2 separate regions of the Podarcis muralis genome follow, and region 2 is linked to region 1. A link is a contact called in public Hi-C data. All regions are on one chromosome and are shown on one strand. The core of a region is the stretch at or near the end of the contact, and the rest is flanking DNA. Distances in the headings are between cores, read along the strand shown. Region 1 holds the start of TWF2 (twinfilin actin binding protein 2). Region 2 holds the start of POC1A (POC1 centriolar protein A).

Evidence for each region. Hi-C and Micro-C count contacts between places; a contact is called where the count stands out from the background.
Region 2: a contact with region 1 is called in a Hi-C map of tail, with 2.5 times the contacts expected there. The contact joins the promoter of POC1A here to the promoter of TWF2 in region 1. A contact is called at or near these places in 2 of 3 Hi-C or Micro-C datasets (blood and tail).

The regions. Positions count from the first base shown.
Region 1 is chr2:74,014,832-74,021,310 of rPodMur119.hap1.1, reverse strand. TWF2 (twinfilin actin binding protein 2) reads right to left here and starts at 3,554. Exons shown (of 10, transcript XM_077924788.1): 1 at 3,407-3,554. The coding sequence starts at 3,431.
Region 2 is chr2:74,178,645-74,186,008 of rPodMur119.hap1.1, reverse strand. POC1A (POC1 centriolar protein A) reads right to left here and starts at 5,025. Exons shown (of 11, transcript XM_028718767.2): 1 at 4,828-5,025; 2 at 1,038-1,122; 3 at 1-123. The coding sequence starts at 4,845.

The DNA of each region.
Region 1 (6,479 bases), core at 2,305-4,804:
GCGAAAAAGCTGACCCAGGAGGTCTTTAGCATCTCCAGCTCCTACATACTTATATTGATTATGTTACATAATTTATAGCACATTTAAAACCTCAATTGAGATTTCAAGGTAGTTAAACTATATAGGGGGAAGAGCGATCCACCATCTCTGCCTTCAGTTTGTTTACAATGAACAAAACCTCAAATGAACCCTTCCCATACCTAGCTACATCACAGCATCTTCTTCTGTAGCAATTTAAAAAATATGTCAACTACCCTAGGAGACATTTCAGCACATAATAAATAGAGACAAGAAAAATTACTTATGTCAAAGCAAAGTCAACCTTCCCCAGGCAAAGCATCAAAGTATTTAGATAACTAAAGAAAACGCAAGCCTGTGATTTCATCAGGTCCCATTTACAAAAAATCTAAAGATGCTGTAGTTAACAGGACTATTAAATTGCAGTTCTTAATCCAAGTCAATAGGCTTGCCTCAGGTTTGGTTACACAAGCAATAAATTCCAGTAGCTAGTGGGCAAACCCCTGTTCTTCCACATTTTCATCTGCTGTGGGTTTGCTTTCGGTTATGGGAAACTGCAAAATCTACTGCACAAATAAAGTGATGAAGGTGTTGTCAAGGTGTCAGAACACCACTCACTCAAACTTTCATCATGTAAACAGACCTGTAGCAAGAGAACAAGGAAGGAGTGGATCCGAGGGTGCAAAATCAGTCCACGATCATGCAGAAGTTCTGTTTTATTCCAGAAGCAACTATAGCTGTACTGAGAGACATGATGCATATGGAACAAGATGCCAGACAAGAGCAAAGGCTCTAATCAGTTATATCCTGAAGTCCAGTCCTGTTCTTAGAATGCTGAAATTAATGGACCACCACCTACAGTGTGTGAGACTATGAACAATTACTGCCACTCCCAGAAAGAGCCTCTCTCGGGTTTCAGAAGGTTGATTTAGCACACCTGATGTCTACACACTGCAGAAGGCTCATGATACTCCTGTATCTACTTCCAAGCATGACATTGTACACATGTGTGTAGCAGGTGTGTGGTGACAGATGATGTGGTCTACTAGTCAAAGACCTGCAGTCGAACCAATGAGATCAAGGCTAAATCTCCACTCAGCCATGAAACCCACGGGGTGACTATGGGCCAGTTTTTCAGCCTGAGCTACCTTGAAGGGTTATTCAGAAGGTGATGTGGGAAAGAAGAGAAGTATATGCATTGCCTTGAGCTTCTTGGGAAGAAATGTGGAAGAAAAATGTAATATAGTTCATTCTGGAGTCAGCTATATGCTCCTTGCCACATATAACTAATTCAAATCCAAGGATATATTTTAATCCAAAACTAATGAAGGACCCTTAAATTACAAGAGACAATGGAGTGCACCTCTGGTGGTGAGGTCAAACTGCTGGTGAATCACAGCATCTGCTGTGGCTGCAGAGGCCAATAACTCATTACTGCTGCTAAATGAACTGAAATTGTAAGATCTCTGCAGCCACTACAGAATTACACATGTAAAGACAACAGTTATTAAAAGTTTGAAAGCTACCAGTACCCATACAATTGTTCCCTACAGTAAAATCCAGATGTTTGATTCAGCCAGGTCTTCAGGTACTCCAACACCTACCTTAACAGTATTTCTACATTATAAATATGAATTAATTTTACAAATCCTGGTCATCACTTTATCACACTCCTAAGAAACATAATCTTGTGATAACCCTGAAAATCCTCGTCAGAGATCCAACCCACCCAAAAGAATAGTTCAAGGTTAAATATGGGTGTTTAAACATGACCTAGGAGAGCATTTGCAGAGTGCTTTCTTAAGAAATTATCCTGGTTCCAATCACATTTCTTGCTGCTCTGTCATATCAAATTGTATCCTCATAGCGATCAATCCCTCTTGGATTATTGCAGCCTGCAAAGATTTTCGCAACATGAGACGTCTGCATTTTCTTTGTAGGATTAAAACTGAAACAACACTAGGTTTGGATTAGGCCTGGAGTGACATTCTGCATCCTTTTATCTCTGGAAATTCTTCGTAAGAAGTTAAAAATAGGAGGACAAAGGGCATAGATTTTTTTTTTTGCCATGGTTACCAGTAATTTGATCAGTACAATTCTCATACATCATACCCAATTGTTTAATGAATTATAGTAATGTACATTCTGCATCACTTTGCCTTCTGAAGTACTGCCATCCTATGCTGCAATCCTGCACTGCATTTCAGCAACATCGTAGCATGCATATAGAACCTGAGAATATTAATGTTTGTGATTATCTTTTGTGTGATCACCGGGCGAAAGCTAAAGGCAGAGACAGAGAGGAACACTGAAGCGAAGGAGCTGCCTGCTACGCAGAAAGGGAAATGGTTCCTGCAATTATGATTCATGCTGCGGAGCTGAACATGTTAAGAGATAATGGAGAAGCAGAGGAAAGGCTGACACATTTCTGGTGAGAAGAGCTGCTACCTACAGATCCTTTGCAGAGAAATACAAGCTCAGGAAGCAGCCGTCTCAGGCTTGGCATCAAAACAAGTGCTGTGGGGTGCCTTTGCAGCTTTTACAGGAAAGAAGCTGCTGCACAAATATGAAAATCACATGTAAAAGAGAAGGGGCTAAAGGAATTTCAGGGCTCCCAAAGAGCCACAGTCATTCAGAACATATGCATCTGTGGGGTCTAAGGGCTGGGTAGGAAAGATGATCCTCACACCGGGGTTTGGTGGTGGTGTTTTTTGGAAAATCCAGGCGAGTCAAAGCCAGCAGGGGCTATGAAGAATATACCAGTTTTTACCCAGAACCAACCGCTCCAGGTAAACTGTGCAAACTCTGTTAAGGAAAACTGGTGTTCTTTACAGCCATTGGACGAGCACCTAAGAAAATGGATTCTCTCAGGTGACTGCGGGCTAGTCAGGCATTTGGGAGAAATGGTGCTTCAGGGGGGCATTCATTGCCTTGTGGGGGGGGGGGGTGCAAGGTCGAAACACCAGAAGCCTGCGAGATCTCCGGGCTCCAAGGCAGCCAGTTAGCCTTCAATTCAAGGCATGTCCCCCAGCCAGCCAGCCACCTTCGCACGGATGCCCCTGGGCTTCAGAAGCCTCCCCAGAACAGACGCCGCCGCTGGTGCAGCATCCCTTTCCAAACAGACAGCGGGATTATTATAATAATAACAGGATCCAGCTCGTTTAACTGCTGCCTTGCAAAGGGAGATGCAAGGCTGCATCGAGCAAGGCACAGGGGCGAGGAGGGCAGAGGAAAGGCAGATTCGGAGCGGGGCGCGGCTGCACGGGTGGAGGGGCAGCTGGCGTCCGGCGGGCCGCTCGGGGCAGCCTTCGGGGTCCGGGCGGGCGCCAAGGAGCTGCCCAGGCGCAGAGGCAAAAGGGGGGGGTGAGCGGCTCCCCGCTCTCCTTACCGTGGATGCCGGTCTGGTGAGTCATGGCTCCGGATCAGGTCCGCTGCAACAGATCCCACCCTGGCCGCTTGTCTCCCGGGCAGGAAACGGCTCCGACTCCAGCACCGCCCGCTTCCGGGTTGCTGCCGACTGGAGCAGGAGGGGCTTGAGCGGGGTCCGCCCGGAGGGAGGGCCGCTCTTCGGCGGAGGGAGCGCGGAGGGGGCAGCGGGCGGGGCGTCGAGGAAAGAGGGGCGGGGGCGTCCCTTGTAGGCTGGCGGGGAGCGGGAGGGGGTCAAGGCCTGCCTGAGTGGGAGCCTCTCCAGGAAAACGGAATACTGTACTGTATATATAGAGAGAGAGTGTGTGCAGTTTGCTTCAAGGCATTGCTGTGGAAATTACCTAGCACAAACTAGGCATTGCCTCATCTACTGCATTTATTAGAGCCCACCTTCCCAGTAGCTTCCAGTACATGCTTCTCCCCCTCCACACCCCCTGCCTCATTTAGTCCCATAACAACCCAGTGAGGTGGGTTAGGCTGAGAGATTGTGACTGGACCAAGGACACACAGCGAACTTCATGGCTGAGTGGGGATTTGAACCCAGGTCTCCCAGGTCCAAAACGCTACCCCACATTAGTATTATTACTAATGCTAATAATGATAATCTGGCAGAGATAGAAACAGCGCCACTAAGAAAAAAAACTTAGGCCAGCCCTAAGGCTGAGGAGAACCAGAGACCTAAAGAATTCCCAGTGGATAAAAAAGCTCAAGAGATCCCTCTCTTAGCCGACACACATGATGCACAGTTTCTTTAAAGTCACAAAGGCCATCTATGGGAAATATGCCCCCTACGCTCAACAGACGGTAAAGGTAAAGGGACCCCTGACCATTAGGTCCAGTCGTGACCGACTCTGGGGTTGTGGCGCTCATCTTGCTTTATTGACCGAGGGAACTGGCGTACAGCTTCTGGTCGTGTGGCCAGCATGACTAAGCCGCTTCTGGTGACCAGAGCAGCACACGGAAACGCCGTTTACCTTCCCGCCGGAGCGGTACCTATTTATCTACTTGCACTTTGACGTGCTTTCGAACTGCTAGGTTGAAACACACTGTGAGGTGAGTGAGGCTGAGAGACTTCAAGAAGTTTGACTAGCCCAAGGTCACCCAGCAGCTGCGTGTGGAGGAGTGGAGACGCGAACCCGGTTCACCAGATTACGAGTCCACTGCTCTTAACCACTACACCACACTGGCTCAAGGCAAGTCTTTAAAAATGCAGTATAAGCACCAACAACTGGGAAACAATGGGAGCCTGCAAGTGCTCCCATTGGAGAACAGCCTTTACCAAAGGTATCATGGACTTTGAAGAAGCACAAACTCTGAGCGAAAAGGAGAAACGCGCTAAGAGGAAGGCACGTTTGGCAAACCCCTACCATGATCTACTCCCACCCGGAAACCTATGTCCCCACTGTGGAAGGACGTGTGGATCCAGAATTCACCTCCGCAGTCCCTTACGGACTCACTGTTAAGACCGTGTTTATGGAAGACAATCTTACTCGGCTACAGGTGATCACCAAAGGATAAGAATTAGTATTAGTAATAATAACTTCATCATCGTAAAAACATGGATATAATCTGCAACGCATGCCAGGTGTTGGAGCAGCATCCTGGATTAAATTCTTTTTCCTTTCCTTGCATTATCCTTCAGCAATGAGGAATGGGGTGGGGTGGGGTGACTAAGAGGCTTGTTTTCGTTGTGTCCTAGTTTTTTACTCCATGTGTAATCAATAAAACACAATTTTTAAAAATCATTATTACTACATTTGCTAGTTGCCCAATACAAAGCAGTTTCTAGCTGACTTACAGTTGTTAAACAACAGCTATAAAGGGTCAACCAATCAAATCAGTACATTAAACACTATATTACACAGAGGTGGGGGAGATGTACTGTCACACTAATATAAAGTCTGAATCCTATTTCGTCAAGTGCCCGAGTGAGAGGAAAGCCTCAATCTGGCTACCAATATAGATGAGGGCACCTGGTAGGCCTCACTCACCATACAGAGAGCAAACCCAACACACCTGGCCACACAAAACAGCAGGCATCATGCAGGGGCACGTGTTGCCATTCTCATGCAATGCATGCTGGCAGGGCCACTCCTGTATTACAGCATTTGTTTGAGCAATAGCAGGCAGGTGCTGGGCAGATCAATGAGCAAGTGGTGGCAAGGGCTCAAAATACAGGGCAGTTTGTGTGTAGCCTGCACCCTGTAACCAAGCCTGCTCTCTTCGGGTACAGTGGATGACACGCCCCATGGCCTGTGCTGAAGTATGATCCATTTGCAAGGCTGCTTGGCTTCTGTATGTGGGGGAATGGAAGGGGGTTTCTCATTGTACTCTGGCAGGAAACAACATGCTCTCTCTCCGTCTTCTTTTCTTTTCTGTTTGTTTAAAAGGAGATAGTTCATGGAGCATTGGATTGGATATGACCCAGATTGTGTACAAGCCAACTGAAGACGACTGCCCTACAGAAGAATATGCTGCAGTTTCATCTGCAATGCACAGGGATTCCACAGCAGACGCATTGGGGTTCCTCCACAGGTACATGTGAACAGTCTTCTCTAGGGGTAGGGAGATGCATTGGAATAGAAGCGGGAGAGCTTTGTTATCTGGGGAGTTAGACTGATGCTCACAATTGCCCCTTTAATGCCACAGCTTTGCACCTCACAACAGGCTTTGCCTGTATCTATTGGCTGTGAGTCCTGGAAGACCTGCTCTCTGCCTTGTCAGCCTTTTCCCATCTGGCTTGGGAGGGTGAGGCCTGATTGATGGATTCCAACTACAAAAGCTAAGGCTGCCCATCGGACTCTTGGGTTGGAGTATTGTTTTGGGGGGTTGTTAATTTGTTGTTGTTGATACAGGCAGAACCAATTTTGCATGTGTCCAATTGGCATGCGACCGCTGATGTGCAGATCCTTTTGAACCCGGAAAAGGGCAGGGTATAATGGGGCAAGGCAGGGTTATGTGTTCTCCACCGACGCACATGAGGCAAGGTACAGAACCCCACACAAAATATTCACTGCCTGTAATAATTATTGTAT
Region 2 (7,364 bases), core at 3,776-6,275, 160 kb before region 1:
TCAGATGGCCGGATGGTGAAAAATGCACACTCAGGACTGCATCTTTGTGACCCACAAAGCGGTAGGCTCTCATTTGAGGTTTCATACTCCAGATCATCAGGCATGAATCCATAGAGCCACTTACTGACAAAAAGAATATACTACCTTTCAAAATTATACTCAAAGGAGAGATCATATACATACACACTTGGCAGGAATTTCAGTCACTAGTTTCAATTTCTCTCTTCCTTTCCTTGAATGAAAGTAGTGGTACCTTGTTTTGAGTCTGGGATCTGTTCCGGAGCCCCGGAAGCTCAGCGAAAGGGACGCTCGACAAAGAGCCACTCTGCACACACACACGGAGCGGTTTGCGCTTCTGCACATGTGCGAGTTGCAAACCCAGAAGTAACCCGTTCCGGTACTTCCGGGTTTGCCGCAGACGTTCGCCGAAATGGATACTCGACAGGGCGGACATTCGCGGAGGTATTACTGTATTCACTAATCACAGAACTGAAAGCAAGCACACAAGCTTTCCAGTTCATCCCCGTAATTGCAGTCTCACCTTAAAAACAGGCAAGGAAGGAAACCAAAGAATTACAACCAACCATTTAGAGAATTTAGTACAAATGTATTTTATTATCACATCATTTTAACTGCCTCCACCAAGCTATTTGTTTGCAAATTTTTATATACTATCCAACAAAAAAAGTTCAAGGGCAATTTCAACTAAAAAATAAGATTATAATACATAAATATATGATTTTTAAAAAAATAATAATAAAAAACCGAATAACACTTAACAGATCTACATGGTTGAACCAGCCTTTCGTCTTATGACTCAGTTGCTCTGCTGTACAATCTCAGGTTTGTTGCTACTTTTCTTAATATCTGATAGCTAAAACCAAGGAAGGTACTTTAGCTAAGGCCCAATCCCACGCTGGATACTCTGTATGCTGTTAAGTCCAAACAATTTGGGAGAACCGCTAAAAGCAGACTGAATGCTATTTTGTTCTATGAAAAAAAAAACTAAAGAAAATTCTGCTTAGCTGACAACTTACCTAGCTGTTTATTATTTAGACTGAAATCCACACTCGTTACAGCATCACGGTGCCCTTTGAAATGCCTCTCCAATGTTGGATCTTCCTGCAGGAAGAAAGAAGTTGATATTGGACTAAATTTTTGTATGGCTACAGACAGTATTTCCGAAGCAAGAAGCATATCTGCCATAGCAGGCATCGTTTTTATTGTGATTTCTTACTGGTTTAACAGTTTCATTTTCTAATTTGCTCAATCTAGTTTCAGATTGATAGCATAGCCTTTTACCGTGACTCGCCTGCTTGGAACAGGCAACAAGGAGTTCCAAGCAGCTCAGGATGCATCCGAGCAGAGAAGGGACAGACCACTCAGTTCCTCGTCGGCCAGCCCACTGCATTTCCGCAGTGGCCATAGGGGAAGGCAAGTCCTGTCCTCCACAGCCAGTGTAGAAACCAAGTGGGCTGGAACTGGAAGGCAGACAAGGGTTGGCGAGATCCATCTGTTCTCCACTGGTTCACTTGGTAGAAGCCAAGTAAGATAATCCTTTAGGTCAGTGGTTCTCCAAGGGTGTGGCACACCACATTGGTGTGGCAGGAGAAGATGGCAAGTGTGGCAGAAAGATTCAATGATAATCAAAAAACAATTTAACATTTCAGTGTAGCATAGTATAGTATATTACCAAAATATTTCTTTTTTTAAAATTTAAAAACATTTATTCAAATGTTACAACACATTTTCAATCAATTTATTTCTTTTATTTGCATAATACTGTATGGATAGATATCTTTTCAAAATGAGAGCAGGAGTGCCAAGTGATACTGAGGACAAAATCCTAGTTGTGATCCAGAATCGCTGTGCAAAACATCATACTTTCTGGATGTCCAATGATTGTATTATAAAGTAATTGTGTTCTATGTTATAAATCAAGCACTGCTAGTTGTTGTTTCTTTTTGTTTTCCAATGCATTTCTTATCAGTAAAAAAGTTAACAACTACAAAACACACAAAGGCAAGGAGAGTAGAGGATAAGGAAGGAATTCATACGGATTTTTTTTTTATTTCACAAAAATGCTGGAGCCATGTTCTTAAATGTAAGCATTTAAATACTGTACCATTTTGCATACTCTGTGGGAAGTGCAATACCGGCAGAGACAAATGCCAAGCACCAAACTCACACATGTATATTCTGTACACTGAGCTTTGCAGTATACCTCTCTTCCTGGGATTCTTTTCTTCAGAATCCAGTTTAGGATACACAAGGCCATTTTAAGCTACAGAGCTCTGCCCAAGGATTATACTTTAATACTCTGATTAGATACTCTCAACATTCAACACACAAATACTTCTTTGGAAGGATCAGTGCAGGGCTGTATATAAACTATTATTCCAAAGAAGCAGAGTTCAGAATTCAGCTTCCTAATAAAGTCCGTACTCATTTAAAAAAAAAATTCTATCACTTGTGACTGTGAATATATTTGTCTGTGTGTTATCAATTCCTGCTAAAACTGCAAAAGCCAGGTTTCTTGCATTTGTTTAGCAGTTTCAAATTGCAAGTTGGTTTAACTTGAATACTCCAGCTCATCCTGTTACATAAACTGGATGTTCTTGTGTAAAATTTAATTTTACTAAACACCATACACATAAACCTGGGATAATTTTTGGGAAGAAAGCTATCCAAAATGGATTTTAATATAAAAAAGGAAGATGAAATAGCCTTTAGCCTACAAAAGCCAACACCATCTATTGAGTTTGTTAGTCCTTAAGGTGCCCATGACAACAGTTTGATCCTGCTGAATCAGACCAAATGTCTGGATCAGACCAAACCTCTAGTACAGTATCCTGTTCTCACACTGGCCAACCAGATGACTATGGGAAGCCCACAAACAGGACATGAGTGCAACTGCACCTCTTTGATCATGATCCCCAGCAGCTGGTATTCAAAGGCATACTGTACTGCCTCTGAAACAGACATCATGGCAAGTAGCCACTGAGATAGCCTTATCCTCCATAAATTTGTCTAATCCTCTTTTAAAGGCATCAAGTTGTGGCCATCACTAAATCTTGTGATAACTTTTTATAGAACAGTTCTAAGAATTACAGTTTATATAACGTGAACACTGATATACGGTGTACATGCAACATACATATTTTCAGCCACAGGTGTACACACCTGTCTCTATAAAATGTATTGTGTGTAGCAGCTATTACATCACAATCCTAAGTACATTTCCTTGGAAACTCTCCTAGAATCAATGGAGACTTAGGGAGCTTCCAGATCGTCGCTATTTGGAGTGGGGCTCAAATCCAGCAACAGGCAAACTGAGGATCATTTGGAGCTCTCATGCAACAAATCCATTTTCTCCCCACAAATCAGACTTTTTTTGCTGTAAGGAAATTGACAGGAAAGTCACTGGAAAGTGTGGAAGTCATTTGCTTGATGCAGCGCTGTCTAACACCCACAAACACAAATCAGAACGAATGCTTGTTAAATAACCTTCCTGCAAACTTTGTGCAAACAGATCAGAATGAATACCTAGAAGCAACATTACTTCTAAGCAGTGGGTTTTTTTCCTAGAAAAATCAGTACCGGTACTCACCATGAAGTTGTTATAGTAAGTGCTACACTTTTCAACAACAAAAAAGAAGTGCCAGTACTGCATACCCCTGAATTCCCCCTGGAAAAAAAGCACTGCTTCTAAGTAGCAATAAGGGGATTGTGGTATTTGATCTAAAAACGTTTTTAGGTTTTTTGTTTTTTTACAGCACCACTAAAATGATATAAAAACAGCAATGCTCAAGAATGCTACACGTTGTTTTTCAGGTAGTTAGTTCCTGCAAGTCAGGCAAAACAATCCCGACAAAACCCACTCAGGGGAGCAATGTGAAAAACAATACAACCTAAAATTGCAAAGAAGCAAAAATGGGCAGGGTTGGTCTTAGGAAGTAATCAGAATCATCCCAAATCTGACAAACTGTGACAACACATCCGGACCCATAGCCTTCCCCACCCCCGCCGGTGTCTTTATTCATTACAATGATTCCTGGCAGACATTCAGGTGATGCTTTTCCCAGCAGAGGGATTCTGCAAAGCCGAAATGGTCCCTGACTTACTCTCTTGTAGCTGTTATTTAACGGGGCGGGCAGAGACAGGTGGCAGGACTTCCTAGACCCAGAAAGGCAAACAGCTCTTCCTGCACCAAGCACAATCCAACCGACTTCAAGCCCAAAGTGCCATTTTTAAGCGTGTTACAGGCAGGAGCTTTTAACATTGCGCCGAAACAACGTACTTCGCTCTCAAACCCTATTTTCTCTCCCCCCCCCCCCCCATATATTTATGAGAAGTAAATGCTGGCTCCTCTCTTTGTGACTTCTTAGACAGCCCCAATAGAGCCATGGTTTCACAGGGGGGCAAATTGATTTTTAAGGGGGGCAATTCGAGAATGAGTTATGAAGAGTTAATGGCCTTTTAGGCTTCCTCCATGTGAATAGGAGTTCACTTTTTGAATACTGTAATAAGCATTATATGTCGGGGGGCGGCGCTTTAGGATTTTAGAAATGCTTAGGTGGGGCCTGGCCAAAAAAAGTTTGGGAAGAACTGCAATAGAGGAACGTGTGATGTTGGTCGCCCCCCCACCCACCGACCCCTTTTTGTCTGCTATCAGGCAGCCGCGGCTCTGCAAACTTGTGCCGACAGAGCAGCCGCGGTCTCCATCGCCCGCCCTGCTCCGAGGGGCGTCCCTCTTCCTGCCGCCTCGAAGCCCCGCTTGCCAGGCTGCCCGACCCTCCTCGGCCCCGCTCCACCCCGGCCCCTTACCAAGCAGGCGAACGCCATGGCGCTGCGGGAGCCGGAGCGGAACCGACGGGCCGCCGCTGCTGTTCGCAGCCGGAGCGATTCAGTTTGCCCGCTCCTCGGGCCGCCTTAGTAACGGCGTCGTGCGCTTAAAGGGGAGGCGGGGCAGCGAGCGGGAAAATGTCCGCCGACTGGAAAGCGTCGTCCTTTGAATGGAGGGAGCGGCGCTTGGTTTTCAAATCGAAGGGGGCGGGGAGCTCATGCTGCACGAGAGACGCTCTCGGCGCCAGAATGTGGCATGCAGGGGTCTCCAATGGATGGATGGATGAATATAACTACTCAGGAATAAGCCTCGTTGAGTTCAGTGGTGCAAAAGTTAAGAGTGTCTTACTAGGACCTGGGAGATCAGGGTTCATAATCCCAACTCAGCCATGAAGCTCGCTAGGTGACCTTGGGCCAGGCACTCCCTCTCCCCTCACCTACAGTGCCGGATTTACGTATAAGCTAAACAAGCTATAGTTTAGGGCCCCACTCTCTTGGGGCCCCAAAAAAAATTTAAAGGGGGAAAAAACCTGGATGTACATTTCCAAAATGTAAGATAAAAAACAAATAAAATAAAAACTACATACAGCAACCGTGGCAAATGGCTATTAAGTCCATAAATTGCCATATAGCATATATTCAACACAAAAGACAGTGACAATTTGTTGTTGACAAGGGACTGCTGGACATATAAAGGGCCCCATTACCTTCAGTAGCTTGGGGTCTTAGCAAACCTAAATCCGGCTCTGCTCACCTACCTCACAAGGTTGTTGTGAAGATAAAATGCAGAGGAGAAGTACTATGTGCTCCTCCTTGAGCTCCTTGAAGGATATAAATGCAATAAAGGAAGAAAACCTTACTCCGAGGAAAGTGTACAAGATTACAGCCTAAGACTGGGGGGGGGGGGGGAGTCAGGTTGGAAATGGCTAGATACTGAGGGCCCTACTATTTATTTAATCGGTCCAGTATACCTGATGGAGCGTCTCCACCCCCATTGTTCAGCCCAGACACTGAGGTCCAGCGCCGAGGGCCTTCTGGCGGTTCCCTCACTGTGAGAAGCCAAGTTACAGGGAACCAGGCAGAGAGCCTTCTCAGTAGTGGCACCCGCCTTGTGGAACACCTCCCATCAGATGTCAAGGAAATAAACAACTACCTGACTTTTAGAAGACATCTGAAGGCAGTCCTGTTTAGGGAAGTTTTTGATGTTTGATGTTTTATCGCTTTTTTATTATTACTAATATTCTGCTGGCAGCCGCTCAGAGTGGCTGGGGAAACCCAGCCAGATGGGTGGGGTATAAATAAATTGTTGTTGTTGTTATAATTCACTGAGCAGTTTACCACAAACATTGTCCAGCACTGCTGGGCTGATAGGAGCCGTGGTCCAGCAACATATGAATGTGATTTTTTTAATGGAAAAGTAAATCAGTCCTACTTCCAGTGCATTTTGATGCAAAAGTAATCACCACTGATCTCATCTGTATTTTTTCCCAAGTAAGGGTGCCTAAAAGAACAGACCTATGCATGTTAGCTCAAGAAGTAATTCTCGCTGAGTGTAGTGAGATTTACTCCCAAGTAACTGTGACTTGGGAAAAGTGCAGAAAGTGCTTATTCAGGAGTATGCATCACTGAACAATATAGGAGCTCAGTTGCATTGAGTTGCCTTTTCCTTGGGGTCCCGGGTTCAATCCACAGCAAAGCCCCTGCCAGTCAGTGTGGACAATGCTGAGTTAGATGTACCAATGGTTTGATTTGATTTGATATAATGAAGCTTACTACATTCCTATGAGCTAGTCTTAACTGTGAAGAAAACTTTCTTTTCTATAAATTACATTAACTCAGGGGCACCCAAACTTTTTTCAAAGAGGGCCAGATTTGATGAAGTGAATATGCATGAGGGCTGACCAAAGTTCTTGAGCTTTTTTTAGGATTGGAGTTGCTAAGCTTTTTTTAGGATTTTACCCCAGGACATATACTGCTACAGGAACCGGATTAGGCCCCCAAAACAGACTTTGGACCTGCCTTCATTAACTGATCAACCCTCATTTTGGAAAACGCACGTTAACAAGTTCCTCCAATGGTGGAAGTTGTTCCATATTGGAACCACCAGATGGCGACTAAAATCTAGGTGTTAGAAAAGTGCTAGTAAAATGATCTATTGAATACAATGTCTAATCTGAAATATTTGAAGGCTCGGCCACACTTCTGCTTTCCCCGCTTTCCCCTGGGAAAACCCGCTGTATGCTGCTGAATTGTAACAAACGGTTTTTCTGAGTATTGACTTTGTATTGCCTTTGAGTTCTTTGCTAGTCCTGTAAGAAGGGTAGAGAAAATCCCTGCAGTGCAGGTAAGGCTGGTATTTCACCACAGAGAGATGAATGATAAGTGTGCCTGCTTTACATCTCTAAGATCCTAGGTTGAATCCCTGACATTGCCAGTTTCTCTCTGTGTGTGTTTTAAGATCTCAAGTAGCAGTGCTGGGATGGGCCTTTGCTCTTTTTTACTTGCATTTCCTGGTCTCT